Linked DNA regions of Mus musculus: regions 1, 3 and 4 are each linked to region 2. Evidence: chromatin contacts called from public promoter capture Hi-C data. All regions are on one chromosome and are shown on one strand. Each heading gives the region's core, a stretch centred on a gene start, on an enhancer-like site or on the middle of the called end of the contact. The rest is flanking DNA. Distances are from core to core; before and after follow the strand shown. Region 1 holds the start of Tnfrsf4 (tumor necrosis factor receptor superfamily, member 4). Region 2 holds the start of Gnb1 (guanine nucleotide binding protein (G protein), beta 1). Region 3 holds the start of 9430015G10Rik (RIKEN cDNA 9430015G10 gene). Region 4 holds the start of Prxl2b (peroxiredoxin like 2B).

Region 1 (6,309 bases), core at 492-2,991, 520 kb before region 2:
GGCCTGGTTGTTGCCTGGAGAAAAGTGGCCAGGAGGGCAGGGAACACAGTCTGCAGCAAAGACATAAAGTCAGCTTTCTGGTGCTATCAGGCCCTGGATGCCGGTGGAGCCGAAAGGGAGAGTAATTGCTCATTCCCTGGTGCAAACAGATGCAAAGGTTGGCCTCTGCAAGTCCCTTCTTTCCCGCACGCTTCCGACTGACACTGACCTCAAGGTTGACCCTGAATCCAAGTCTTGGCCTGACCCACTGGAAGAGGGGCTTTCAGTTAAGAGTAGTTAGAGATGCTGGGGAAGTGACAATGTATAAAGTGGGAGCAAGGCTCATTTATACCATTATCATGGTCCTTGATTCAAGGGGGCCAGCATACATTGGATCCCACGGACAGACACGCGCCTGCCTGGTATAGGGACAACCCTGAGGCTCACCAACTCCAAGCTTGTAGCCGCTGTCCTGCCGAGGTTGGGTGCCTGGTCTACATCTGCAGACAGTATCCTGAGTAGGTGTGCAATTCTGCTTGAGTTCACTTCCACTTCCTAGGGAAGATAAGAGACTGAATGAGGCTTACCCAGCCCTGACCTATGGACAGGGCAAAATGGACTTGCTCCTTCTCAATGGCACAGGAGCAGAGCTGAAACTGAAGTAATGTATGATAGCCTGCCTCCTGGCCTCTCCTCTAAGACCCTCTTCCTGGCTATTCTGTTCCTCCTGGTCAGATAGCCCTGGAGAAAGCGACTGAGTGGGCACAGGGCAGCTATGATCTATCTCCCTTTTCCATCCTCCCCCAACTTGTCTCCAGCCTGAGTCAGAATCCTCAGATAACCCTACCACCTCCACAACTGGGCCTTACTCACCAGAACAGCTTGAGCAAGGCCACATGGTCAACATGTGTTCTACCCCAGTTCCACATGGCTCTGGCTGAACTTTCACCCCATAGGAAATGCGCTAGCTATTAAGGACCCCTTAGTGATCAGGATTCATTGTGGCTTTAAGTTAATTTTGCAATCATATAGGAAATATAGGCACCCACTGTTGTGGCTAGTCCCTGCGCACTGGACAGTGAGAGTTAAGAGTAGGAAGGACTCACGATGGTTGCACTGTGTACACTGCTTGCAGGTATCATAATTGACAGCTTCATTGTAGAAGCCAGTCTCACACGGATGACATAGAGTATCCCTGGTATGATCACAGCGGCTCACCATACCATGGCCTGTAGTGGAGCCCAGAAAGTTACACAAGTTAGCTAAGGCCTGGGACTGTGGATACACAGCACCGTGGCTCTCCCAGGACCAGCCTCTGTCTGTGACATTGTCACATTTGTGACAATAATCTCTGACATTTACCCCCACGTATTCTGGACCTGTGTCTCCATTGCCCCAAGAATCACCCCTCCCCCACCCGGCCACTACATCTCAAAGCCAGGCTACTCACCTGGCTGGCACTCACGACAGCACTTGTGACCACTGGGGTAGGTATGTTTAACACAGTTGAGCCGCCTTGCTGTAACTCCAAGTGTGAGTCCCAGCAGCAGAAGGGCTGTGGGCTGCTGAACCCACACATACATCCTTGTCTGCTTTCTGCCTTCACAGGAGTCTGGGGTTTTTCCTTGCAGGGTGTGGCTATAAGAACTATGGAGGTGGGGCAAGAAGAGTAGGCGGACAGGCAAGAAGGTATGTGAACGTGTTCCTGTGTATTTGGCACAGGCGTATGCAGAGTCCCATGATAAGCTAAGAAGTGCTTTGGGCCGCTGGGGAACGTGAAGAGAGGTGCAGATACCCAACATATGCACACGAAGCACACAAAGAAACACACACGTGCACACAGGCATTAAGAAAAAAATTTATTTTTAATTTTATTTCTTTTTTGAGGGGGAAGGGTATATGTATGGTAAGTATAATGCCCAGGGAAGTCAGAAGAGCTAGAGTTATAGGCAGTGGTGAACCACCATCATGAGTGCTGGAAACTGAACTTTGGTTCTCTGCAAGAACGCATGCTCTTACCACTGGGCATGGCAGTACACTTCTTTAAAGCCAGTACTCAGGAGATGGAAGCAGGCAGCTCTGCCCAGTCTACATAGTTAAGTCTCAGGGCAGCCAGATTGTATAAGAGAGACTTTGTCTCAAAAACAAAAACACCCAAGAGAGCAGTACAAGCTTAACTACTTAGCCATCTCTCCGTGCCAGTGGATTTATTCTCCTTCCTTTTTTATAATGCTAAGAGCCTAAGCGTTTTACTTGCTGGGCAGCGTTCGACCACTGAGCTAGAGCCACAGCTCTCTTCATGTTTTCTTTTAACAGTTTCACTAAGTTGCCCAGGCTAACATTTGAACTCATTCTGTAGCCCATGCTTAGATTTTTAAAAAGAGATTTATTTTTAACTCTGTGTGTGTGTGTGTGTGTGTGTGTGTATGTTGGGGGAGGGGACTTACACGTGGCCCTAGGAGGCCAGAGATGTCTGATCCCCCTAGAGCTAGATTATAGGCAGTTGTGAGCTGCATGGTGTTGATACTGAGGACCAAATTTGGGTTGTGGCAAGTAGTTCTACTGAGTGAACCATCTCGATGACCTTGTACCCCCCATCTTCCTGCCTCCACCTCCCAAATGCTGCGACGACAGGTGTGTGTCAGTGAGCTCAACGCGGGCCTTCTTTTCTTACACTCAAACCACTGCACTGAAGGAGGAAATGAGTTAGCAGGGGGCAGTGCCTTTACTACACATTTAAGCTGTGATATGACATAATTATCAATTCCCAAACTAACTGGGAATTTACATGCTAGCTATGCATAGTGGTGTACACCTGTAATCCCAGTTTTCAGGAGACTAAAACACGATGGCTGTGAATTCCATGCTAGTCTGGGTTATATAGACAGACAGTCTGTTTAAATAAAAATAAGTGCAGGGAATAGGACTGGGGCTGGAAATCCCCCACCTAAGATCACATGTGAAAACAGAAGTCCCCAGTCCTCTCATGGAAACACCTAACCTGGAAGGTCAGGGTGAGCTAGGGAATACATAGAAAAACCCAGAACGGGCCAAGTGGTCACAGAGACTGCCCTCCCCATGCTTCTGAGTACAGTGAAGGCTCTGGAGAGGAATCCTCAGGGAATCCTGGGCAACATTCTCTAGTCCTAGTGAGCAGGAAGGAAGGCAGGTGGTCTGTCCTAAGACCAGGTAGCTTAACAGTTAGCACCCCACCCTAAGGGCCCCCCCCCTCCCCTCGGAACTCTGCTGTCCTTGGCTGTCACACTTGGCCAAACAGTTTAGCATCTGCACACAGGTGAACAGAGGTGCAGAGAAGCCTGGATGTGTCCTTCATTCCTAGAATCCCCTGCAGAGGATCTGTACAGGACAGCAGGTCCCTTCTGCTTAACTGAGTAGTTTTCATGGTACTGGAAAGATCACTAGCAGCAGCCGGCCTTACTGTATCCACTGAGCTGCTGCCCCTAAAAACTGCAGGGAAGATAGCAATCCTAGGCCCCACTCATCCCTTCAGTTCAAGGGATCTAAAGCAACTCCCACAGGGTGCTGCCCCTTGAGTACCAGACAGGAAGTAATGAGAACCTCTGAAAGACCAGGCGCTACTATATAAGCTACCTGTCAGGTATCTAGCGGGCTTCTAAGGATGCTCTGCACCTTTCCTGGAGACATGGTCCTGGATGCCATCTCCAGGCCAAGGCACGAGCAGAGCAGGATAGGGATGGTGGCAAAGTCTAAAAGTCTACTGAGAGAACCATACTCAAAAGCTGTGTGTCCGACCACTCTGGGACCTGCTGAAACCTTCCTGTCCACATTACCATTCTGAGTTTTCAAGTCTCATCTTTGCCTAGGAATCAGCTCGGTGCCTCCACTCTAATGACTAATGAGCTGCCATGCTTTGCACCCCACACACCTAACACCACACACAGAAGTAGCTTCCTGTGGGAAAACTGGGTCACACAGGTATCTAGAGGCCTGGGATCGTGATGAGGTCTCAGCTGTCCTAACAGCTACTCTATCCCCTTTTAACACCAAGGCAGGGGACCTGAGTGCCAAAACAAACCTTCAAGAGCACTGGCCCAGAGACCTTGCCTAGCTCAGACTCTGCTGCTGCTCCCACACTCAAGGCCCAACCTCATCCCACATAACCTTTTCTCGTGCATGAAATCCCATCGTACTCTTTCCTGTCTGGCCTTTGGGTCCTATTTTCACTTCTATCATGAGGAAAATCAATGTTTATTGAAAGCTACTAACCCCTTTAACCAGTGTTCACCTCAAAAATTTCTAGTGTAAACTAGCTAGCCCACAGTGTTTCTTTTTCCTTTTTTTCCCCATCTAAAGAATGACAATGTATTGCTGGGCAGTGGCAGTGCATATCTTTAATCCCAGCACTTTAGAAGCAGAGGCAGAGGCAGGTAGATAACTGAGTTCCAGAATAGCCAGGGCTACATAAAGAAACCTTGTCTGGAAAAAAAAAAAAAAGAAACAAAAAACAACAAGAAAGAAAGAAAGAAAGAAAGAAAGAAAGAAAGAAAGAAAGAAAGAAAGAAAGAAAGAAAGAAAGAAAGAGAGAGAGAGAGAAGGTGAGAGGGAGAGAAAGAGACAGACAGAAACAGAGAGAGAGACAATGTGAGAAAAAGGCAATTCTATTTTAAAATAATGATATGCTTTGTTTTTCAAAATAAGGGATTCTCTGTGTAGCAGAGATGTATGTTATGTCCTGGAGCTAGCTCTGTAGACCAGGCTGGTCTCAAATTCAAGAGAGCTGCCTGCCTCTGCTTCCTGAGTGCTGTGACTAAGGTGTGTGGCACCACCACCCACTACTGCTGGCTAAAGTAATGATTCTTGTTACAACAAGCACCCGCACTTTCTCACAGGGTAGACAGTGACTCTGCGGGTTTCTGAGGAGTTTGGGGACGACTCCCATGGCCTCCAAGACCAACGAGGCAGCACCTCCAGGGCTGTGGGGCTGATCATTTCCAGAGAAATATGATCTAACTTTATCGTAATCTTTCAGTTTTCAAGGAAACTGCAAGAGTTGCATTATTTCCCAGTGTGGTAAGCACACAGAGGGGCCCAGCCCAGAGCTCCTGGCCCTCATGTGTGCAGCACCCTCACCTGAACCAACCATCCCAAGCAGTTCTCAGAAACAGAATTTAACAACTGAAAAGAGATTTGGTCAAGCAAATGCAGCTCAGCTCATGACTGGTACAGAAGGGCTACTGCCTCAGACACATGCTGGAGAGGACACATAGCCTATTAAGCATATCTTTAATAAACCTGGGCCATGCCATGGCAGGAGCTAAGCCAGAGCATATGGACACAACAGAAGGAGGAGGTTCTGGAACAGCACTTTCTTGGGGCCTATGGAAGCCTCCGGACTCAGGGTAGATAGCATTTTAGACCCAATCTGGACCCAGCCATCCACAGGTCTCACTGGACCATAGCCTCCTCGAAGCATGGGAAGGGTCAGACAGGACACTGGCGACCTGGCCCCAGCTGAGGGGCATGCTCAGAACTCTTCATGCACGTTGCGGGCATAGTCCATGAGCTTGCTGCCGGTGAAGAACTCACTGTACTTGAGGATCTCCTCGGGCTCCAGGTGGTGGTTCTGGTTCTCATCAGCAATGGCAATCATCTGTTTGGCTTCGTTGAGGGCATTGTATTCATTCATGGGGTCCATGTAGTTCTGTGAGACCAAGGCACAAATCAGGGACCTCGCCCTGCTACAGTGTCAACGAGGCCCTGAGCCCACAGCTGCCATACTTACACGGCAGCCCAAGGGTCACTTGAGAAGCGGGGCTAATATGTGTTTTCTTTTCTGGTCCCATAAGGGGACTTAAGAATCTCTTAACACAGGGCTGGGATGTAGCTCTGTGATAGAACAATTGCTTAGCATGTTTGGAGGCCCTGGGTTTCATCCTAAGCACTAACAAACAAATCCCCAGATGCCTTCCACAGACAACAGGCTTCATAGGACCTTTCCATCTCGTCAACCTGGACATTAACGCTGATGCGCACTGTCTCGGGGCATCATGTAGGCAAGCCCCCTTTCCTTTGGTACCGAGCTGTAGGATTAGCCGAGCCTCCAAACCCAGGGTCCTTCCTGGGACACAACAACACTCATGAGTTCCCTTGCTCACCTCTAGCTCCTCCATGGTCACAATCCCATCATGGTTAGAGTCAATCAGTTCCTCAAACTCCTTCTTTCTGTCTTTCACCCAGTTGTCATCAATGTCTTGGCCTTGTTGGTTCTCAACAGTACCCACAGGCAGAGAGATGAACTCGGGCAGAGATAACTGCTTATCACCATCCTGATCTGCAGATAAGGGGTTG
Region 2 (6,157 bases), core at 2,022-4,521:
TTTTCCCTTTCCCTAGAGGGGCTCCAGAGATCTAACCTGGGTGCTCAGGCTTGGCTGGCACCAAGTACCTGAACCTCCAGCCCAGTGCGTTTTTTTTTTTAAGGTTTATTTTTTATTTATATCAGTACATTGCAGCTGTCTTCAGACATACACTGCAAGAGGGCATCAGATCCCATTACAGATGGTTGTGAGCCATCATGTGCTTGCTGGGAATTGAACTCAGGACCTCTGGCAGGCAGAGCAGTCGGTGCTCTTAACTGCTGAGCCATCTTCCAGCCCACAGCGCAGTATTTTTTACCTAGATGAAATTAACAAAGCTTCAGTACTCCTGTGCACCACTTCTTTTGAGAGAGCATCTTCTCTAAGTCAGCTTGTTTCTCCAGTGAGCAATACAAATGCACCCGGATAATCTCAGAAATCATCCTCACTAGTAGATGTCAAGTTTCAACTCTTAAAAAAGAGACAAAACCACCATTATGCAGACTTTAGGGAAAGGAAGGGTTTAAACAAAGCTTCATGTAGGTAGACCTGGTTGTCCAGAGTGCTGGGATTAGAGGATACCCTACCAAATCTTGTTTATTCTGCAACCTTCTAAATCTCAGGAAGTTTACCTGGTCTCCCCTTCACCCAAATCAGATATAACCAAGGCTATCAAACACAGAAAAGCCTTTTTAAAAAGTGTGTTCAAGGGGCACTCTGTACTACTCGAATTAAACGAATACAGATTTGATATCAGCTCAGATACTATTTAAGAACTGTTTGTATCCAGTGGATGAGTTCATCCATGGAAGACACTGTTCAAAGTTGCATGCTCAATCTCCTGCATAAAAAGATCCTTGCAAGAAACCACCAGATAAATAAAATACAATCCTGACACTGAGCATCTGACACTAAACCCAGGAGCCAGGCAGCAGGTATGAGCACACAGCCTCAGAAAACCTACTTTTGACTTTCAAGGCTCTCACCTTCTAAGAAAGACAGCACACTGTAGAAGTGAAATACGTGCAGTCAGAACCCTACACCTACAGTCTAGCCTCTCCCATGCAGACCAGGGCCTTCCCAGCTGCACTGCATTCCTGCACAGGTCTGTGAAAAAGGTCACTCTCCCTAGGTCCTATCTATCCAGAACCTAGCTCTGCTGTCTAGAGGCTCAAAGCCTCTTCACATTTCCATCCCTGGCCAAACACCCGGCGGAAGAAATTTTCCTTTTGCAATATACCTTCCAGAAGAATCCAGAAGACATCTTAGCATGAAAACTAAAAGCCTTATCTTCAAATATCTCCCACCACCAAAAACCACTACAGCTTCAGATGTAACAAAACAAAACAAAAACCCAAACAAACAAAAACTACATAGAAACTGACTAATGGTTTCTCTGAGGACCACATTTAGTCTCCACAGTGAAATGGAACTTTTCACAATATTAACACTTCCATTTATCATGATAGAATGACTACATATTTTCTTAGTTAACAGTAAATCTCACAGGCTACTTAACCACACACAGAGAAAGGCTTGATTGCTGCTATCAGATCGAAACATAACAATACAAAGTACTATTACTACCAAACCAACACTACAAATTACCTGAAATTTCAAAATTCATGCACAAGTGTCATTTATATACTTATAAATTCTACTAATTCGGGGCTGGAGAGATGGTTCAGGGGTTAAGAGCATCGGCTGATCTTCCAAAGGGTCTTGAGTTCTGTTCCCAGCACCCACAAGTCAGCTAATGACTCTAACTCCAGTTCCAGGGAATCTGACACCCTCACATACACACACAGACACAGACACATCCAGGCAAAACAGCAATGCACTAAACAATTAATTAATTAAATGAAGCCCCACTAATTCTCCTCTCAAAATAAAAATTTTGACATAACCTCTTTAAAGATGAGCTGAACACGTATAGGGATGCTATTTCGGGATGCTAATCCTGTGGTTTAAAAAAACCCGGAAAAAAAAAATGTTTAAATGTATCAAAAGGTCAAAAGCCAAGCTGCAGTTCCCCAGGGGAACCCGAGGCTGTGGAGGAGACGCGGAAAGACTAGGCCACCCTCTGAGTGCTCTGGGCAGGACGTCCCCTCCCAGCACTGATGCATCAGGCGAACCCAGGAGCCCGGCGCCTTTTCCTCTGCACCGGCCACCAGAGCCGGCCTTTGTTTTCAGCCCCGGCAGCGGACGGCGCGGTCCTGGCTGACAAAGGCGGGTATCGCCATCTTGTCGCGGCGACCGGACGCGGCGCCCATTCATTTACGGGTGCCTGGGGCCAGGAAGGCCGGCAGCGAAGGAAGCTGGGAAGCTTGGTAGCCGTAGGCCCGCACCCGGCAGGGGTTGATGGCCGAATCCAGTAGACTCGCCCCGTGTCCGCTCCCCGCGCGCCCGGCCGAGTCCCACGCCCCGCAGGAAGGCGCGGTCCGGAGGGCAGAGCTCGGCTTTTGTTCCCGCGGGGACTCGGCCGCGAGAAGAAGCGCCTGCGGCTCTCCTGGCATCCCCACCTTAGCAAGCCATCCAGGCTCGAACCTACGACCCGAGCCCCAGCCCTGCATCCCGTTCCCTTTCTTAAAACTCAAGACCACCTCCGGGATCCCGCATCAGGCCCTAGACCCCCCCGCCCCCCGCAACAGCCTCGACCCCAGGAACATGAATGAGTCTGGAAACCGAATTCCGACACGGGCTTTGAACCCAAGACCACAGATCAGGTCCCGCATCCGGGATCCAGCCTTGAACCCAGAACCCATCCCAGATCTGGCCTTGAACCCAGGACCTCCACCCAGGTTGCCGCATCTCCGGGCCCGCACCCCGGACGCGGCCTTGAGCCTAAGACCCCGGCCCGGGCCTGCGCCCCGGCCCAGGCGGCTCCGCCCCATCCCTCACCCCCCGGACCCCGAGACCCCAGCCCTGCCGCCCACCCGGCACGCCGGGGATCGCCCACCCAACCCTGAAGAGCAGGATGAAGACGGCGGCCGATGACCCACGAGCGAGAAGAGCCGCAGGGCCTGGCCCAGCGCGGGGCAGGCTCAGCTCACAGACCCCAGCCGCGCTCACCTCGCCCTCGCCCGGTCTGGCGCCCACGCCGCCGCCTGGTCGTCGCGCTCGCGGCCTGCGGGCAGGAGTCGGCGAGGCTGGTCGGGTCCGCGCGGCGGCTGTTCCAGTCCCAGCCCCGCTGCCCTCGCCGCCCGCGCCCGCCACCGCCGCCGCCGCCGCCGCCGTCGCCGTCCGCCCCTCAGACGCCTCCAGCCATCAGGATGGGCGCGGCGGCCCCTGCCCGCAGCCTCGGGAAACCCCACGTCGCGTCACCGCGCACGGGCGGCGTGCGCGTGCCGCTCTTTCCGCCCCGCCCCTCCTTCCCTCTGCGCGTGCGCGAGAGGCTTAAAGGACCCGTGATTTTTTTCCCCCACCCCACCCCACCACCACCCCACACACCCCGCAAGGGTCTTCCAGGGACGTTGGCAGCCTATCGGCCTCGGTGGCCTCTGGCTCTGACCTGACGGTGTCGGCTCCTGTGCCATGTGCCCCAAGCCAGAGGGCGGTGTGTCCTGCCTGAATGACCAGCCCGGGAGGGCCGAAAGGCGTGCGTGCGTGCGTGAACGGCCTAGCAGGTTCTAGACAGCGGGGGTAGAGGGGTAGGAATAGCCAGGTGGGACAGGAAAGATGTCAAGATTAACCACCAGAATCTTTAAGACATGCCATCCGGTCTGGTCCGTCGTGCCTATTTGTCCAGCCATCTTCAACTAATATGACTCCTGCCACAATGACTTTTTCACTCCCATTCTGCCCTTTCCAAAACCAGGTGAATACCTCTCTTATTTCCTCTTGGCCTGCACTACCCTCTTTTAAACAAGAGCCACAACTCTCTGGGGGGCCTGGCCACCACGCTGACTCTGAGACCTTTCCATGATTCACACTTGATACCTTCCCTTCTTGTTAGCTTCTGTGCACCTTGCAGCCTTTCCTTGAAGCCCATTCCTTCTTGAAACAGCCTTTGAGTGGTCTGCACACTTCCCCCTCCCTGCCCTGGGCGCTTCCTGCCGGGCCATAGAAATGTGTCTGTCATTGTTCAGTCCTGACAGTTTCCTCATATACTTTCCCTGTGCCAGCCCTGATCTGACGCCTGATTTTACGAGCCCTAGCTTCTGCTAGTGGATGGGTAGAAGTGAGGAACCAGGTATTGGATATTCATTGCTACAAAAGTGTCATTGCTGAGCAGGCACCCTGAGGGAAAACATACATTTACATGAACATACATATATGTACATGCAGATGGTCATGTGGGCATTCGTATCTTTTTCTTGATCACAGTAAGTGTGTGGTCTCTCCAAAATACTGCATATTCTCTTCCTTGCATATTGAGTGACCTGCTTTGAGAGTAAGAAGCCTGGTTCCAGTTACCTCAAATATATCCACCACTGCTATCATCTCACCCTAGGGCCTCTGACCCCTGGGACTCTATGCCCTTCACTCCATCTGTTCGAGACCTGACTCTGTCATTTGTGACTGTTTTTTACCTGAAGTTCTTGACAGCTCCATCATCCCACTCTCTCCAAGTAAAAGTACAGGGTCCTTCCTTCTCACCATTCTCTCCACTGTCCCTTGTGACTCCAACTTCCCACAAGTGCCTCTTCCATGAACTTGTGAAGGCCAGACCTTTGATGATACCACTTCTGCACAGATGTCCCCAACCCCTTAGTAGCCCAGTCCCGAGAGAATATCCATTGCCAGCTTCATTTCCTCAAGGGTAGCCTATTCCCAGTGGTCTTGCCCTGCTCATTTCCTACTTTAATACTGTGACTCTGGTGAAGACGTCCTCACCCACCATACACACCCCACCCCCAGAGGATGTCAGAGGATATTTATGATCTGAGAAGAAGGTATCTAAGTGGTATTCTAAGTTCCAAATGAGAGGGCCAAGGCCCAGCAAGCGGAGCAATGCCTGGGAAGAGAGTGGGAGAGATAAGATGCCTGCTAGTCCCTGCTGGTCCAAAAGAGGGTGGAGCTAGAGGATGTGAACAGCTGGGTAACCAGGAGACATCCGGGACCCAGGCTCCTGTTGGTTCCACAGTGAAGGGTAAAGGGATGGGGTACATTCTGGTACCTTTTGAAAATTAGAGGGTTGGGTTTCTGAGTATTGTCCGGTGGTCTCAGGTTTTAAGGTAATCACCAAACACCAGCAGGCCTGACGCCCGCCCTTCAGGGCCTCCCTGGTGAAGGACTTAAAGCAGAAATGAGAGGGAGGGAGGGAGGAAGAAGTACTATAGACAGGAACCAGACAGAGGCAGTTAGCCTGAAGTATGCAAGGCAAGTTATCTCTCCAGCGTCCTCCATGTGGCTGTACCCCTCAGCCACTCCTAGGTCTCATAGTGAAGATGGGGGCAGGGAGGGAGTAGACTGGGCCCTTTAGAGGCTCTGGGGCTCCCCTGTTCCATAAGCTGCCTCCCTGCTCCCAGTTATTGCCAGCCCATGAGCAAGGTCTCTTATGAGGACATTGAGCCTAACGTGGTTGATATGGCTGGACTGTTGCTTAGAGACAGCCCAGGCTAACCTAGAGTTTGGGATCCTCCTGCTTCAGCCTCCTCAGACTTTGAGATTTAGCCTCTGTACTTTCCTCTATCCTTGATCTGTGACTGTTCAGGGTGGGGCAGAGCCTTCCCTGGAACTTGCCCCATAATGCTCGCTGAGGTAATCGTTTTTGTGTTTATGGACAGGGTTTCAGGGGCAAAGTTGAGGGGAAGGAAGGAAGAAGAGGAGGGGCTGACCCCTGATTCTCAGATCCCTAGCCGAAGCTTCAGGTTGCCACATGGCCTCACCTCAATCTGATATGTGCGCTCCTCGGGCAGCAGGGACCTCTGGCCCTGGACCTTGGTCAGTCTCCAGCCTGCTCGGACTAGAAGCCTGCCCTGAAGATGGTAAGAAGCTAGCCTTTCCCCCAAGTCTCTGAAACTCCTTCGTCCCTTTAGCTTAGGCCTCTTGTGATTTTTGGCTCCTACACTGCCACCCAGCCCCCTCCACAGACAAAAGCTTAGGGGATCCCTGCCTCTAGCCCAGGACTCTGGCCTCTCCTGATTTTTCAGGCACACTCCCTTCTCAGGAAATATCTCAGAAATCAGATGGCAAGTCCATAGCCACACCCAGTCAGATATGACCAGCCCAGGGC
Region 3 (6,884 bases), core at 2,446-4,945, 620 kb before region 2:
GCCAGGACTGTCAAGGCAATGACCACACTGCAAGAGGCAAGAGGTGGTGTTCAGGCCCGCAGGAGTTATCTTTGAAGCCTTATCCGGAGCCTTTCTGGCACTCATTAGTACATGTGTTTTGTTTCAGTAATGCATGCTGGGTTTCAAAATACATTCTGTCCTTGACTTAACTCTTCTTTCTAAGGTATGAAATCTTCTTAGAGACATATTTATATCATAGTCTGGCTGCCCCTCAACTGTAAGATGTAATCATATTTCAACCTTTCTGTGAATTTAAGGTTTGTTCACCCATAGACCTGCCCTGGCGGAAAACTTCCAGATGTTAAACAGACCCTCTCTCTGAGAAGAGCATCCCTAAGCTTAGGTCAAGTTAAAAAAAAAAAAAAAAAAAAAAGTCCAACATTAATCAACACTGCCACGTGTTACATAATTTCCACACAATAACCAACATCTACTTCAAATAGACAAGTCAGGGGGCTCTGAAAAAATGTGTACCCATGAGGCCACCACTGCAGCAAAAAGCTATCAGTATCGGAGCCTTCTATGAGCCCCACCCCCACCCCCGCTTCCTCAACCTAAACTCCAGGCAACCAAGCTGACCTTGTCACTGCAGTCTATAATTTCATATAAATAGAACATACAGTCTAAGTGGCTCCTTCCATTCAGCACCAAGCATCTTTAGGCGTGCTTTGTTATGCGTGTTCTGTTCACTACCATGTGACTGCTATGAGGCTATACTCCATTTCCTTTCCCTATCACCTGCTAACAGGCTCCTGATCTGATTGTATCACTTGGGAAATCACAGGGCCTTGAGCACACACTATGTGAGCCTCTATTTCTATTTCTTATAGGTAAATACCAAGGAATGTGTGTTGGATCAGAGAGGTTTAATTTGTCACTTTTAGTACCTCTTTACTTGCCCACCAGTGAAGCAGAAAGGCTCAAAGGTGCTGCATCCTCACCAATATCTGGTGATGTACTGGCGGGCACCTAGTGGTATCTTATGTTATCAGCATCCCCCTGACTAGTAACGGTTGGCATCTTTTCATGACATTAGTCACACGTGTGTCCTATTGAACTGTCTTTTCTCATCTTTTATGTGTTTTAATTGGGTTATCTTCCAATTAGATATGGCAGTTCTGTAACATGTACTTATTCGCTCTGTGTGTGCATGAGTATGCACATACATGCCACCAGACACATGCTATATAGCATGTATGTGGCCATCAGAGAACAGTCAGTTCTCTTCTTTTACCCTGCGGATTTCAGAGATCAAATTCAGGTTGTCAGCCTTGGCTGTAAACCCCTTTATCCACTGAGCCATGTCACTGGTTCAGCCATTCTGAATGTACTTTTTAAGTTTCTGATTATTTGTTTATGTCATATTTACACATCTGCTAAGACATGCATGGAGGTCAGAAGACGACTTGTGAGAGGCAGTTCTCTTCTTTCACTATGTGGGTCCTACACATACTTTCCTGTTGTGCGTGGTGTATACACGTGTTTAGAAGTGTGTGTACACCAGAAGTCAGCAGTGACTACTCTCCACCTTATTTTGTGTAGTGCATGTGTGCATGGGTTCACTTTCCCACGGCACGTGTGGTGCTCAGAGACAGGAGATGCATGTCTTCCTCTATCACTCTCCACCATTGTTTGTTTGTTTGTTTGTTTTGGAGACAGGTCTCTCTATAATCCTGGCTGTCCTAGAACTAGCTGTGAAGACCAGCTGGCCTTGAACTCACAGCGATTCCCCTGCCTCTGCTTCTCTGGTGCTGGAATTAGAGGTGGGTCATAGGATCTTTCACTGAACCCAGACCTCATCACCTTTGCTGGATGGTCAGCCTGCCCTGAGGAGTTGCTTGTTTTCCTTCTACTCAAACTGGGATGAGGGAGGTACGCCACCTGCTCTTTCAATAGGGACTGGGAATCTGAATTCAGGCTCTCATGCTTACACACGCATTTTACCCTCAGCCATCTACCCAGTCCCCATCCACTGTATTTTTTGAGACAGGCTCTTTCATTGAACCGGGAGCTCATTGATGCGGCTCAGCTGACCAATCAATGAGCTCAAGAACCCATCTGACTCCATTCCTCACATTAATGTGGGCACTGTGGCTACAAACTCATCCTCATACTTGTTCTGCAGGCACTTTTAACTGAGCTATCTTTGCCACACCTTTTTATTTTTTTGAATTAGGATCTCATTATGAAGGCCAACCTTGCCTGGAACTCACTGCATCACTATGTAGACCAGGTTGGTCTTCAACTCCTGCCCCTGCCTCCCAAAGTGCTAGGGTTACAAGCATGGGATTACAGACCACTGTGCATGTGTGTGCAGTCTTATGTATTTCAGGCTGGTCTCAAACTATGTAGTAGATGATGTCTTTCAAGCTGATTTTCTTTTGAGATAGATTCTCATCATTAGGTAGCTACACAAGGAGTAGCATTGTTGAATACCTGTTCTTACCCACTATCCTGGAGCCTGGAACTCAAGAGATTTGCCTGCCTCTGCCTCCGAGGTGCTGGGAATGTGTGCCACCATTGCCTGGTAGCAATGTTCTTTTAATGAGTTACCTTATAGATCCAAATTAACATGAACAAATGCAAGCCAGTTCCGAAAGGTTGTGACAGATGCTGCTAGTGGACAAAAGAGCTCACCTAAGATGAGTTAAACTCATCAAGATATGTGCTTGCTTTGTTTTGGGGAAGATTATTAAGGCCAGGATATGGAAGTCAAGAAAAGAAACTATTAGCCGAGTTACGGGGCCACATGCCTTTAATCCCAGCCTAGTCTACAGAATGAGTTCCAGGCCAACCTGTCTCAAAAAAAGAAAGAAAAGGAAGGGGGGATGGGGGGGGGTGGAGAAAGAAACTATCTGCATAATTCAGATCTGTAGTTCCTTCTACGAGCTTCTAAAAATAAAAACGGACTCAAATTATTGTCTAGCTCTTAACGTAGTTACCAAACTATGTTTGTAACCTGGCTCAACCTGGTGAAGCCAACCCATGACTTTCTTGCGGGATTTATTGTAGAGGAGAAGCAAAATGTGAGAAAGCCCCAGATTCAAATCCTGCCCCCACCCCACCTCGGCCACACACAGCACCACAAACCCACAAATTAAAAACAAAACAAAACAAACAAACAAACAAACAAAAAAAAACAGTTTTGCCTTCTTTGTACACTGCAGTGAGACTAAGAAAACCCAACAAGATTACGAGACAACGGCAGGGGTTACATGGCCAACCCCTTTCCCAAAACAATAAAAAAACAAAATACTGGGCTAAGTTCGACACCTTTACATTTAATGCGCCGAAACGCGGGAGGATGTGTAACTCGCTGATATAGTGGCTCTCACGGCAAAGTCCTCAAGAAGAGCACATCCCGCGGGAGGACCTCGCCCCCTTCACGACACCAACCCATCTCCCACGTCCTCCACCTCCGTGCAGCTCGCGGTCCATGTCCCCTGCAACCTCCCCGTCCCTCCATCCACCACGCTCCACTCCCGGCTCCGTCCGTACCGCCTCCTCACTGACAAGATGGCAGGCAGCGAGGGAGGCGCTGCCCCGCTAGGCCCTGCATTAGTCTCAGAGTCCCAGAGTCTGCGCTACCCGCGGCCTTTACGGCGTCGCTGCAGCCGCCACCTCCGCCAGAGCAGGGCCCTCACTCACCACTCGCCAGCCGAGCTCCTTTCGTACCGGCCGCCCTGCGCGCGCCCCGCGAGCGTCTCTGGGATTTGTAGTCTCTGGCCCGCCCCCGCCCAGGCCGTGGCGAGGGCAAAAAAACTACAACTCCTAGCGGCCCCTTCGCCCAAGTGCGTTTACCCAGGATTCCGTCCTGGCAGCGGGTTTGCGTTCCCAGCGCTGACTGGGAAATGTAGTCCAAGAGGACTTGAGCCTAGGGAGGGAAGGAAACGACTACATTCCCCAATAGTTCTAGGGGCGGCCAATCATCGTAGTCCTTGTTAGGTGGCCGGCCTTGGTTCTAAGCAAGGCTATGGAGTGTAACGTCCGCCTCGCTCCAAGAGGGTCACAAAAGAATTCAAAGCTGGAGCCGGGTGTCGGGGCGCACGCCTTTAATCCCAGCACTGGAAGGCAGAGACAGGCGGATTTCTGAGTTCGAGGCCAGCCTGGTCTACAAAGTGAGTGCCAGGGCTATATAGAGAAACCCTGTCTCAAAAAAAAAAAAAAAAGAATCAGAACTGCCAATCAAGGCTATGGTAGCCTTTGAAATATTTAACTGGCTATAGTTCGTGATTTGGCTAGCCCCATTTCAAGATGAAGACAAAGTTCAAATTCATTCTTTTGTAAAAATCGGGACTTTCTAATACATCTTTGGCGTGTCTGCTTAGGGAGCTGGACTCTGGTTCCTCCCAAATGGGAAGCCACACCCACTCTTAAGCCGAGCATGGTGCCTCTGGGGTCACCAAGTGGAATGCTTAGGAGGAGTCTTGTCTCTGGGCTGCCTGATCGCCCCGGCCTCTCACTTTGGAGGCCTCGGGTACTTAGGCTTCTTCACAGAAGCTAAAACTCCATGGACGCCCCACAGTAACACAAGGAGGAGGCACTGTACTTTTTTTTTTTTTAAAGATTTATTTATTATTATATGTAAGTACACTGTAGCTGTCCTCAGACACCCCAGAAGAGGGCGTCAGTTCTCATTATGGATGATTGTGAGTCACCATGTGGTTGCTGGGATTTGAACTCAGGACTTTCAGAAGAGCAGTCAGTGCTCTTACCCACTGAGCCATCTCACCAGCCCTGGCACTGTACTTTTTGAAAGCTTACATCTTCTCTGAAGTGAGGTAGAACCACTAGACCGCCCCTGGAAAAGAGCAAAACTGTGTGCACCAGGGCTCTGTTTTGAACAAAGATTAGAGAGTATCTGTCAGGCTTGGTCCTGTTTTTTTCACCCTGCTCTCTGCTAGGCCTTCCTCACTTCCTCATGACCTCAGTTTCTCTGATCTGGTAGAGCTGGTCAGACAACTCAGCATTCTTTGCACCACCGCGATTTACTCCTCTCTGGAATTCTACCCTAAGGCCCAGTGGATCTAAGAATAAAGCTGTGGTCTTTCTTGGCCAGCCGCAGTGACTACAGCAGCACGGGGGGGGGGGGGGGGGTGTGGGGGGGGGACTGTGGTAAAATGGACGAGATTCTTCCTAAATTAGTGACATCAGGACAGACAGGATTTCTGTCTGTGTTGCTTTTTTTGTACTTCCTCTGGGCTACCCCCAGGACCTCTAGTATTTCTGGCAAGTATTAGGAAAAGACAGATGACTTTGAAAGGGTTGTGTGTGTGTGTTCATCAGAGACTTGACATCCACGGAGCGTTGGTAGGCAGTGAGTATGAGGGAAGAGTCATACGCAGGACACTAGCACCTCTTCTTTCACTATAAATGCTTCTGCTAGGATGGAAAGGTGTCTGCGGGCTCAGGAACCCAAGAACCACACAGCTCTGAGAGGAAGCCTCCTCGCATTGCAGCTCCCAGGGGAGGGATCCCCAACTGAGCTGAGGAGCTCAGGACCCTCAACTTCTTAGCTTCTTTTCTTGGCTTCTTCCAATGACAGAGTAACTCCAGGCAGTGAATCTCACAAAGGCTATTTATTCAAGGGAAGAATCCAGGAAGAGGGACAAATCCAGGGACAGATGCCCTCTGCTCCCAGGAGTGAACATCAGGGAAATGGGCACAGGGCAGTGAAAATAAGAATTTTTGAGAGGGCGGAGCTTCTCAGGGCAGAGATGACCAGAGTGAGGATTTCAAGTCCTGAGCTTGGGAATCTCAAAGATTGGTAGACTTTCATGCTCAGGGGTTAGTGGGGTGTGTGTGTGTGTGTGTGTGTGTGTGTGTGTGTGTGTGTGTGTGTGTGTGTGAAGTTCAGGGATTGGTAGTTTTTTCCCGCTTGGGGATTTGTGGGTTTTCCACCCCCTTTTCCCTGCGTTGGGCCCAGGGTTGCCATCTCCGTGGAGCTGATAGCAGACCTATCCCCAGCCCATTTTGTAATATTACTGTAGTCAGTAGGTTTATTTGGCCTTGGAGGGTAAGGGTAGCCTTAAGGTTTTCTGAACCTCAAATCCCTATACACAGAATTCACCACTCTAACTCTTGCAAAGCGCTGTCTAATCCAGTTATAGTCAAGAGCACAAGATTTTAAGTTTCCTTGGTCATCTGAGTATAGACTTAAGATTGCTTCTTTATCGGCCAGCAGTCAGGAAAGCAGGGGCAGGAGTATCTCTTAGTTCGAGACCAGCCTGGTCTACAAAGCAAGTTCCAGGACAGGCAGGGTTATTATACAGAGAAACTCTGTCCCAAGGGAAAAAAATAAGCTTACCATGCTGAAAGCATCTTTGTCCAATCTATACATCCAGCTCTCTGAACAGATGAAAGAGTGTTCACGCTTTTAATTCTGAGCTATAGCTTTTGCTGTGACTTGAAGGCATGAATCTGTTGTTGTTGTTTTGTTTTGTTTTGTTTTTCTTTCTACAATGTGGATTTCAGTACAGATTACAATAGTGGTAATGCTAATGTGTCTAAAAATTTTATCTCTTAAAAAAAAAAATCTTTGGGGCTGGTGAGATGGCTCAGTGGGTAAGAGCACTCGACTGCTCTTCCGAAGGTTTGAAGTTCAAATCCCAGCAACCACATGGTGGCTCACAACTATCCTTAAAAAGATCTGACTCCCTCTTCTGGAATGTCTGAAGACAGCTACAGTGTACTTACATATAACAAATAAATGAATCTTTAAAAATATTTTTTAAAAAAATCTTTGGCTGCACGGAGGCCAGAGAGCAGAAGGAGAGGACCCAGGCCCCCTCCACTGGGGCAGCCCGGGAAGTGTCCAGAGCAGCAGCAGCGAAGCAGTTACCACCTGCCCCGGCCACGCCGCC
Region 4 (6,249 bases), core at 157-2,656, 590 kb after region 2:
TTCAACATGCAGCACTTTCTGCAGACATCTTCCCATGCTCCTGGGACCCTCGCATTGTACCCCTCAACACTTAACAGGAAGCAGAGGAAGCCCCATCTCTGGATTTCTTCTGGTGGTGCTTCCAGGACCAGTTGCTCTACAGGACCAGCTCCTCCTGATTCTGCAACTTTATTTTCTTTCCTTTTTTAAAATGTACCTTTGCACACCTGTGTGCACTTGTGTGTGCCCGGGGAGTCCAGCGGTTGAGTGTTTTACTCAGTGCCTCTCAATCGTATTTCTTGAGACAAGGTCTATTGCTGATTCTCATGCCTTTGCTTCCCCCAGGACATGGGATTACAGGTCTCTGTCATTTTACCGAGTCACCTCCCCAGCCTACTCTTGCTTGCATAGGTTTGGGCCCAATGTGAGTGCCTGGTGCCTGAAGAGACCGTAAGGGAGCATCAGATGCCCTCAAGCTGGACTTGCAGAGGATTGTGAGTCGCTGTAGGGATGCTGGGAACCAAACCGTGGGCCCTCTGCAAGAGCAGCTAGTGCTCTTAACCACTGAGCCATCTCTCTAGCTTCTCCTTTTGACACAGTGATATGTATGGTTCCTAACTTCCTGCCTGGCTGTTCAGCCTCAGCTAGGTATCTTGTGGTGGCTCTCTTCCTTTCCTAGCCTCTACATCTGTCAGATGCTTGAACATGGCCCTAGAAAGCATCACAGGGCTTACTTAGTGAGGAAAGGACAGAACACGTGGATTCCTGAGCCTTCTACTCTTCCTAGGGACACACCACTGCGAGCTCCTGTTTATCTCCTTTGGATTGTTGTACATGAGAGCCCGTAGTTTAAAAACTGACATCCACACAGCAGGAAATGGTACTTTACGATGGAAGTTAATAGGATTTCGCGAAAATGCAAAGCAGGAACTTAGACTTGGAAAGGCTGGTCCTTTCACTACTGTAAGTGCCGGCTGCCCTACTGTTCCTCACACTAGTGATTTGTGAGTTCGATTCCCCGTTTCAACTTTTTGGCTCTAATTCTACCACCCTGCTGCACTACTAGGGACCACCTGATGCTAGTGGAGAGCTACGCAAACGCTAGAGAGCCACGCAAACGCATTCTGCGCAGGCGCACCGCTTGCAGACTGTCCATTGAGCTTTACCTGCTACGCCATTGGCTAATAAGCTTATACATATGAGAACAACCTAGGCTTAGGCAAAGAGATCTGCAGTGATTGTCTCTTTGGAGAGAGGGTGTGCCTGTATACTAATATCAGGGGCGGAGCCTGGGGCGAGACAAGCGCACAGTCATGTGACCTGAACCCCCTGGAGGTGGTGCCCACCAGGACTGGGGCGGGATTATGGGCGGGGCATAGGCTGGCTGAAGAGGCTGCGCAGGACAGAGTGAGCCTCCCCAGGCTGCGAGAAGGGACCGTGGAGCAGAAAGGGACGGAGGAGGCCATGAATGTGGTGGACCTTGGTCGCGTAGGAGCGTGTGTCTTGAAACATGCAGTGACTGGGGAGGTGAGATTTGGCTCGCGCAGGGCGGAGAACGCCTCCCCTAATACCTGGCCCAGAGCCTTGGCAACTCACATGGGTTGGAGTGGAGGTCCTGAGGGGTCCTATGAGTTCGCGTACTGGGCGTGGGTACAGCTCATGGTCCACAGAGGAACCATCAGGAGGACCAGTCAGCTGCGAATCTTGGAGCAGCACGCTGCGGGACATGTGAGGCTGCCGGGCATAGGGGGTTGGTGAGCCCATGTCCCCTGACCGATCCATTCTGTAGGCTGTGGAGCTGCGGAGCCTATGGCAGGAGAAAGCTTGTGTGGTGGCCGGTCTGCGACGCTTCGGCTGCATGGTGTGCCGCTGGATCGCCCAGGACCTCAGCAACCTCCGGAGCATCCTGGACCAACACGATGTGCGCCTGGTGGGCGTGGGGCCTGAGGCCCTGGGCCTGCAGGAGTTTCTGGATGGTGGTTACTTCTCAGGAGGTGCGACTCTTCCCGGACTCAGAGCCTGGGCTGACCTCTCCCTTTCTAGGCCCAACAAGAACATATTCATGTGTCAGCATATGCAGCTCTTCCCTGCCCTGCCTTCAGCCTGTGCCCTGGCTGGTGCCCAGACCTAGTGGCAAAGTCCCAGTGACTCTTGCCCTTCCCGTTTAAGCAGTGGTGACATTCAATCCTGCCTTGCTACTCATGGCTTGGGTGGGTGGAGCTGGATACAGTAAGTGGAGGGGACAGACTGTAGGAAGCCTGGGGCACATAGCTGTGGCTTTCCTTTCTAGAACTCTACCTTGATGAGAGCAAGCAAATCTATAAGGAGCTGGGCTTCAAGCGGTAAGTGTGACTGTTTGTGGGCATGAGTCTAACCAGGGACAACAGGAGGACAGAGTGGCCACCGCTCTCTTATGTACCTTCTTGCTACTGCCATCTGCTCTGCTCTCCAGTTTGTCTCATGGAAACTGACACTGGTGCTTCAGCCAGCCCTTCTTTGAGTCTTCTAATGGGTGTTGGTCCAAGGCAGGCCTGTCCTCAGAAGTCTGCTATTTCATAAACAGGAGGGACCTTGGAGCCCAGTGCCTTAGCCATGGCTCATTGCAGTCCTCTGTTGCCACAGACTGCCTGTCATGATAGGCAGTGCCGGCTAAGCGAGATCCCTGGGCACACCCAGCTTGGAGCTCATTCCCCACACTCCACACCACCTCTCCAGGGCCCCCAAGGCTAGCTGTATTCAACCTGGGGGCTCTCAGGGCTTGTGTAGAGCCTAGTTAGACTGGTTGCTGATCTGCCTGAGCCCTGGGTTAGATAAGTGGGTGGGGCAGGACACTGGGAACAGGTGTGGATACTTGTGTTCCACCAGAATCTGGACTAGGGACCCTATCTATGTCTTTGTAGGTACAACAGCTTAAGCATCCTACCAGCTGCCCTGGGAAAACCTGTTCGTGATGTAGCCTCCAAGGTTTGTGGTTTGAGAGCATTGGTGGGAATCCCTGCAGCATTCCCTCCGGGACTGACCTGAGTCCCGTTCCTGTCTTTGCAGGCTAAAGCTGTTGGTATCCAGGGGAACCTGTCTGGTGACCTGCTGCAAAGTGGAGGGCTGCTGGTGGTCAGCAAGGGTGGGTCAGGGCAAGATAGAGCCCCATCTTGCCCATCTTGGTGGCTCGTGTCATGTCTTCATGCTCCCTCTCTGGTCTTGGGTACCTGGGTGAGGGATTGGGCTGCTTGGCTTGGTCAGCGGATTTTACTCTCACTTCCCGGCACAGAGATGCAAGATGCACACAACTGACTCCCTGCCTGTGGTTACAGGTGGCGACAAGGTACTGTTGCACTTCATCCAGAAGTCCCCGGGTGACTATGTTCCCCAGGAGAACATCCTGCAGGCCTTGGGTATCTCTGCAGAGGTTTGCTCCAGCAAGCCACCCCAGGTGAGCAGAGGCCTTGGGGAACACTGCTTGTTACCAACCCTTAAGTATCTATCGCTCGCTTTGGGACGGTGCTTGGTGTAGCCAGGCGCTGAGCTATAGCCTCTTAGGATTTACGTAATTTTCTCTGCGTTGGCAGCCTTGGGAGGTAGTTGAGTCTCTATGACTCTGCTTGCAGAGGGGGATAGGCTGAGCAGTAGAGAGGCCAGTGGGCAGGCAAAGCAGGGCCCCACTGTGGGTTGAGAAAGGGTGGGCTGTTACCTAGGTGTGTCTGTCAGGCCTTAGTATGGCCATGATGTCCTGCCTCCCGTTCTCCCGTGGAAGAGAGTAACACGCGCGTTAGGATGCTTCCCATGTCCAGTGTGCCTCCTTCACAATTTGGGTGGTGGGCGCCACTAGCCTCTGAGGAGTGCGACCAGGCTGATGGCCCCTGTGGTCTCCACAGTGTGATGAAGAGGTGTGTGGGAGGTGACACGCACAGCCTGAGGACCCGGAGGCATCTGTAACCTTGGATGTGTTTGGAACACAAAGAATCCCTGTGGAGCCACTGAGCCAGGACGTTGGACCTTGTTCATCTTTCAACAGCAATGAGCCATTAAAGTGCAGGTCCTGGGCAGTGAGCGTCTCACTGCTTCCACAGTGCACCCCCGTCCTTCCCACAGCACTGTTGTTCCCTACAGGCAGGAGGGGTGTCGAAGTGTCATCTTCCTAGAGGACAGACTTCAGGCCTTGGTTATGGGACCCTGGGGACAACCGTGTCATTTCCTTCCAAGGTGACCTAACGCTGTAGCTCACTTTGTTTGAGGACAGAGAGTCAGGCTGAGGATACGGAGGACAGAGTTCTTCAGTAGGACTTTGGCCCCAGCCCCCAAATGGAGCCCAGTTGTGGGGACTGGGGAGGCAGGTGTCTGCTTGTGTCTATGGTGGAAGACTGGAGGCTAATGGGGTTCAGGGAAGAGATGACAGATGAAGACCGAGGAACCCTTCCCTGATCTGAATGGCTGGTATGTCCTGGGAGAAGCCTGGGTCAGGCTAAGCATGTCTGTGTCCCCAGGGTCCTAAGGTCCAAGCAGAACTCCAGACACCCCACCATTTCAGGGCTCCCCTTGTCAAGGGATCTTCCCTCGAGGTGGGGCCCTAATGGCCAGATTAGCTCTTTCTAAATCCAAGCCAGGGTGACTACAATGTCCACCTTGATGTCCTCCCTCTATCCAGTGACATTTTGTAAACAGCAGGTGATGTCCCCTTTACAATCTAGACCATCTCTGGCTTCCAGATTCCACCCCTTGCTCCCCAGGTCTCTGGGTGTCCCTGCCAGGTACTGACGTGAGTCACCAGAATGTAGATCTGGTCCAGCCCTGGAAGCCCAATCCACTGAACTGTGGTTGTGGCCTCCAGGGGCATCCTGGTCTCCTCACGGTTCCCAGCGCCAAGATTCTCAGAGGTTGGTCTGGCCACAGTTTACCCAGGCCTTCCGCCCCCCTCCCCCAACTCCAACATGTACAAAACAAAGTCTTCTTTGAAGCGTTTACTTAGCTCAAGTCTGAAGCTCGAGAACATTTAGCCACACACTATGGAGAGGGTGGAAGGCAGCTGACTGCTCTTCCTGGGCTGCTGACCCTCACTGGCCTGAGGGGGCGCAGGACCGGCACCACTCATCCCGGGTGTGGGCGGGTGGCTACACTCTAGGCTGGGCGCGGAGGGCTGGCTGGTGGCTCCGGTGGCCTTCAGGCAAAGACCTGCACATCTCTGCCAGCTACACCATTCGCGAAGCCTCTGGGTGGCGGGGCGTGGGCCGCAGCATAGCTCAGCCTTGGCTACCAGATGCGACATCGCTTCATGGGGTGCATGGGGCTGCCTCGTGGGCAGTGGAATGCCTCAGAGAAGCCTGGCAGGTTCTGTAGTGAGCCCAGCACCCTGTAGACCAGCAAGGAGGTCTGAGATGTTGGGAGGAGCCCAGGACAGAGGCGGGGTAAGCATGCTAGCTTGGGGACTGCACACTTGCCTGTACTTAAGAGGACTGTGGACGTCCGTCTTGATGGACTGGACGGCGAACTCCGGCCTATAGGACCCACACCACACCTGGAGATGCATGGGTGGTCTGGTTACTGGCCTGAGGGCCAGAGCAGCACCCCTTGCACTAGGGAGTTCCTATTTCCCTAAACAGCTGTTTGTAAGATGAGGATATGGAGGCCAACAGGTCCCTTCCCTCCCTCCACATCTGCTGCCTTCCCCCCAGCTGGTGTTTTTGGGGTGTGGCAAGCTCATGATGCCCTTGGAAGTACTCTAGAGAGGACTCTCCAAAGCCGTGAGAGAGGAGACCAAGGACTAGGTCCCTCCTAGGGATTACCTGGGCATAGTTGATGAAGAAAAGCTGGGCATAGGTCAGGTTCAGTCCCGGCAGTCGCTGATCTTTGCCGCCATCAGCCAGCCACCGTAGGTAAGCCTGCGAGCACCAAAGTGGGTCTGGGTCCAGCCAGGCTTCCAGAGAGCCACATGCAGAATAATCCAGGACCTGCCCAGGTAGGTGCCCTGCCTCCCAAGCTTAGGGCTGATGTGCATAAGGCAGCTGATTTCTCTGCAGTCCTCCCTATCCAACAGGGCTCCGTGAGACCCTCGGCCAGAGAGCTGCCTCCTGGACTCCACCTACACCTCTATCCCGAGGCTGTCCATGTGGGCTGTTGACACCCATGGTTATGTCATCTCTGTTGCGTATACTCGCTAGGAGACAAAAATGGTCCCTGTACCAGCTGGAGTGTGGGAAGACTCCAGGTATACGGCCATGGGATACAGCTTCCTCCCCAGTTCAACTGGAGGGGTTTTAGGACACAGCCCCAGTTTGG

The links. Promoter capture Hi-C pulls out the DNA fragments that hold promoters and counts their contacts.
Region 1: a promoter capture Hi-C map of liver shows a contact between it and region 2, with 2.5 times the contacts expected there. The contact joins the promoter of Tnfrsf4 here to the promoter of Gnb1 in region 2. A contact is called at or near these places in 2 of 39 promoter capture datasets (liver and stem cell-derived epiblast-like cells).
Region 3: a contact with region 2 is called in a promoter capture Hi-C map of liver, with 2.7 times the contacts expected there. The contact joins the promoter of 9430015G10Rik here to the promoter of Gnb1 in region 2. A contact is called at or near these places in 2 of 39 promoter capture datasets (liver and pre-B cells) and 1 of 115 datasets of contacts at active chromatin or transcription factors (pancreatic cancer cells).
Region 4: a contact with region 2 is called in a promoter capture Hi-C map of pre-B cells, with 4 times the contacts expected there. The contact joins the promoter of Prxl2b here to the promoter of Gnb1 in region 2. A contact is called at or near these places in 2 of 39 promoter capture datasets (liver and pre-B cells) and 1 of 115 datasets of contacts at active chromatin or transcription factors (pancreatic cancer cells).

The regions. Positions count from the first base shown.
Region 1 is chr4:156,009,127-156,015,435 of GRCm38.p6, reverse strand. Tnfrsf4 (tumor necrosis factor receptor superfamily, member 4) reads right to left here and starts at 1,741. Exons shown (of 7, transcript NM_011659.2): 1 at 1,430-1,741; 2 at 1,086-1,208; 3 at 427-534; 4 at 1-50. The coding sequence starts at 1,562. It overlaps Sdf4 (stromal cell derived factor 4), which reads right to left. Exons shown (of 7, transcript NM_011341.5): 6 at 6,117-6,292; 7 at 1,826-5,662. The coding sequence ends at 5,486.
Region 2 is chr4:155,488,475-155,494,631 of GRCm38.p6, reverse strand. It overlaps Gnb1 (guanine nucleotide binding protein (G protein), beta 1), which reads right to left and starts at 3,271. Exons shown (of 12, transcript NM_001160016.1): 1 at 3,052-3,271.
Region 3 is chr4:156,106,809-156,113,692 of GRCm38.p6, reverse strand. It overlaps 9430015G10Rik (RIKEN cDNA 9430015G10 gene), which reads right to left and starts at 3,695. Exons shown (of 10, transcript NM_177205.1): 1 at 3,520-3,695.
Region 4 is chr4:154,894,200-154,900,448 of GRCm38.p6, reverse strand. It overlaps Prxl2b (peroxiredoxin like 2B), which reads left to right and starts at 1,406. Exons shown (of 7, transcript NM_025582.3): 1 at 1,406-1,506; 2 at 1,769-1,973; 3 at 2,270-2,321; 4 at 2,880-2,943; 5 at 3,025-3,100; 6 at 3,291-3,409; 7 at 3,852-4,019. The coding sequence starts at 1,444. The coding sequence ends at 3,878. It overlaps Gm52690 (a long non-coding RNA gene), which reads right to left and starts at 3,029. Exons shown (of 2, transcript XR_003955190.1): 1 at 2,399-3,029; 2 at 1-2,018. It overlaps Mmel1 (membrane metallo-endopeptidase-like 1), which reads right to left. Exons shown (of 24, transcript NM_013783.2): 22 at 5,757-5,852; 23 at 5,412-5,488; 24 at 4,919-5,323. The coding sequence ends at 5,224.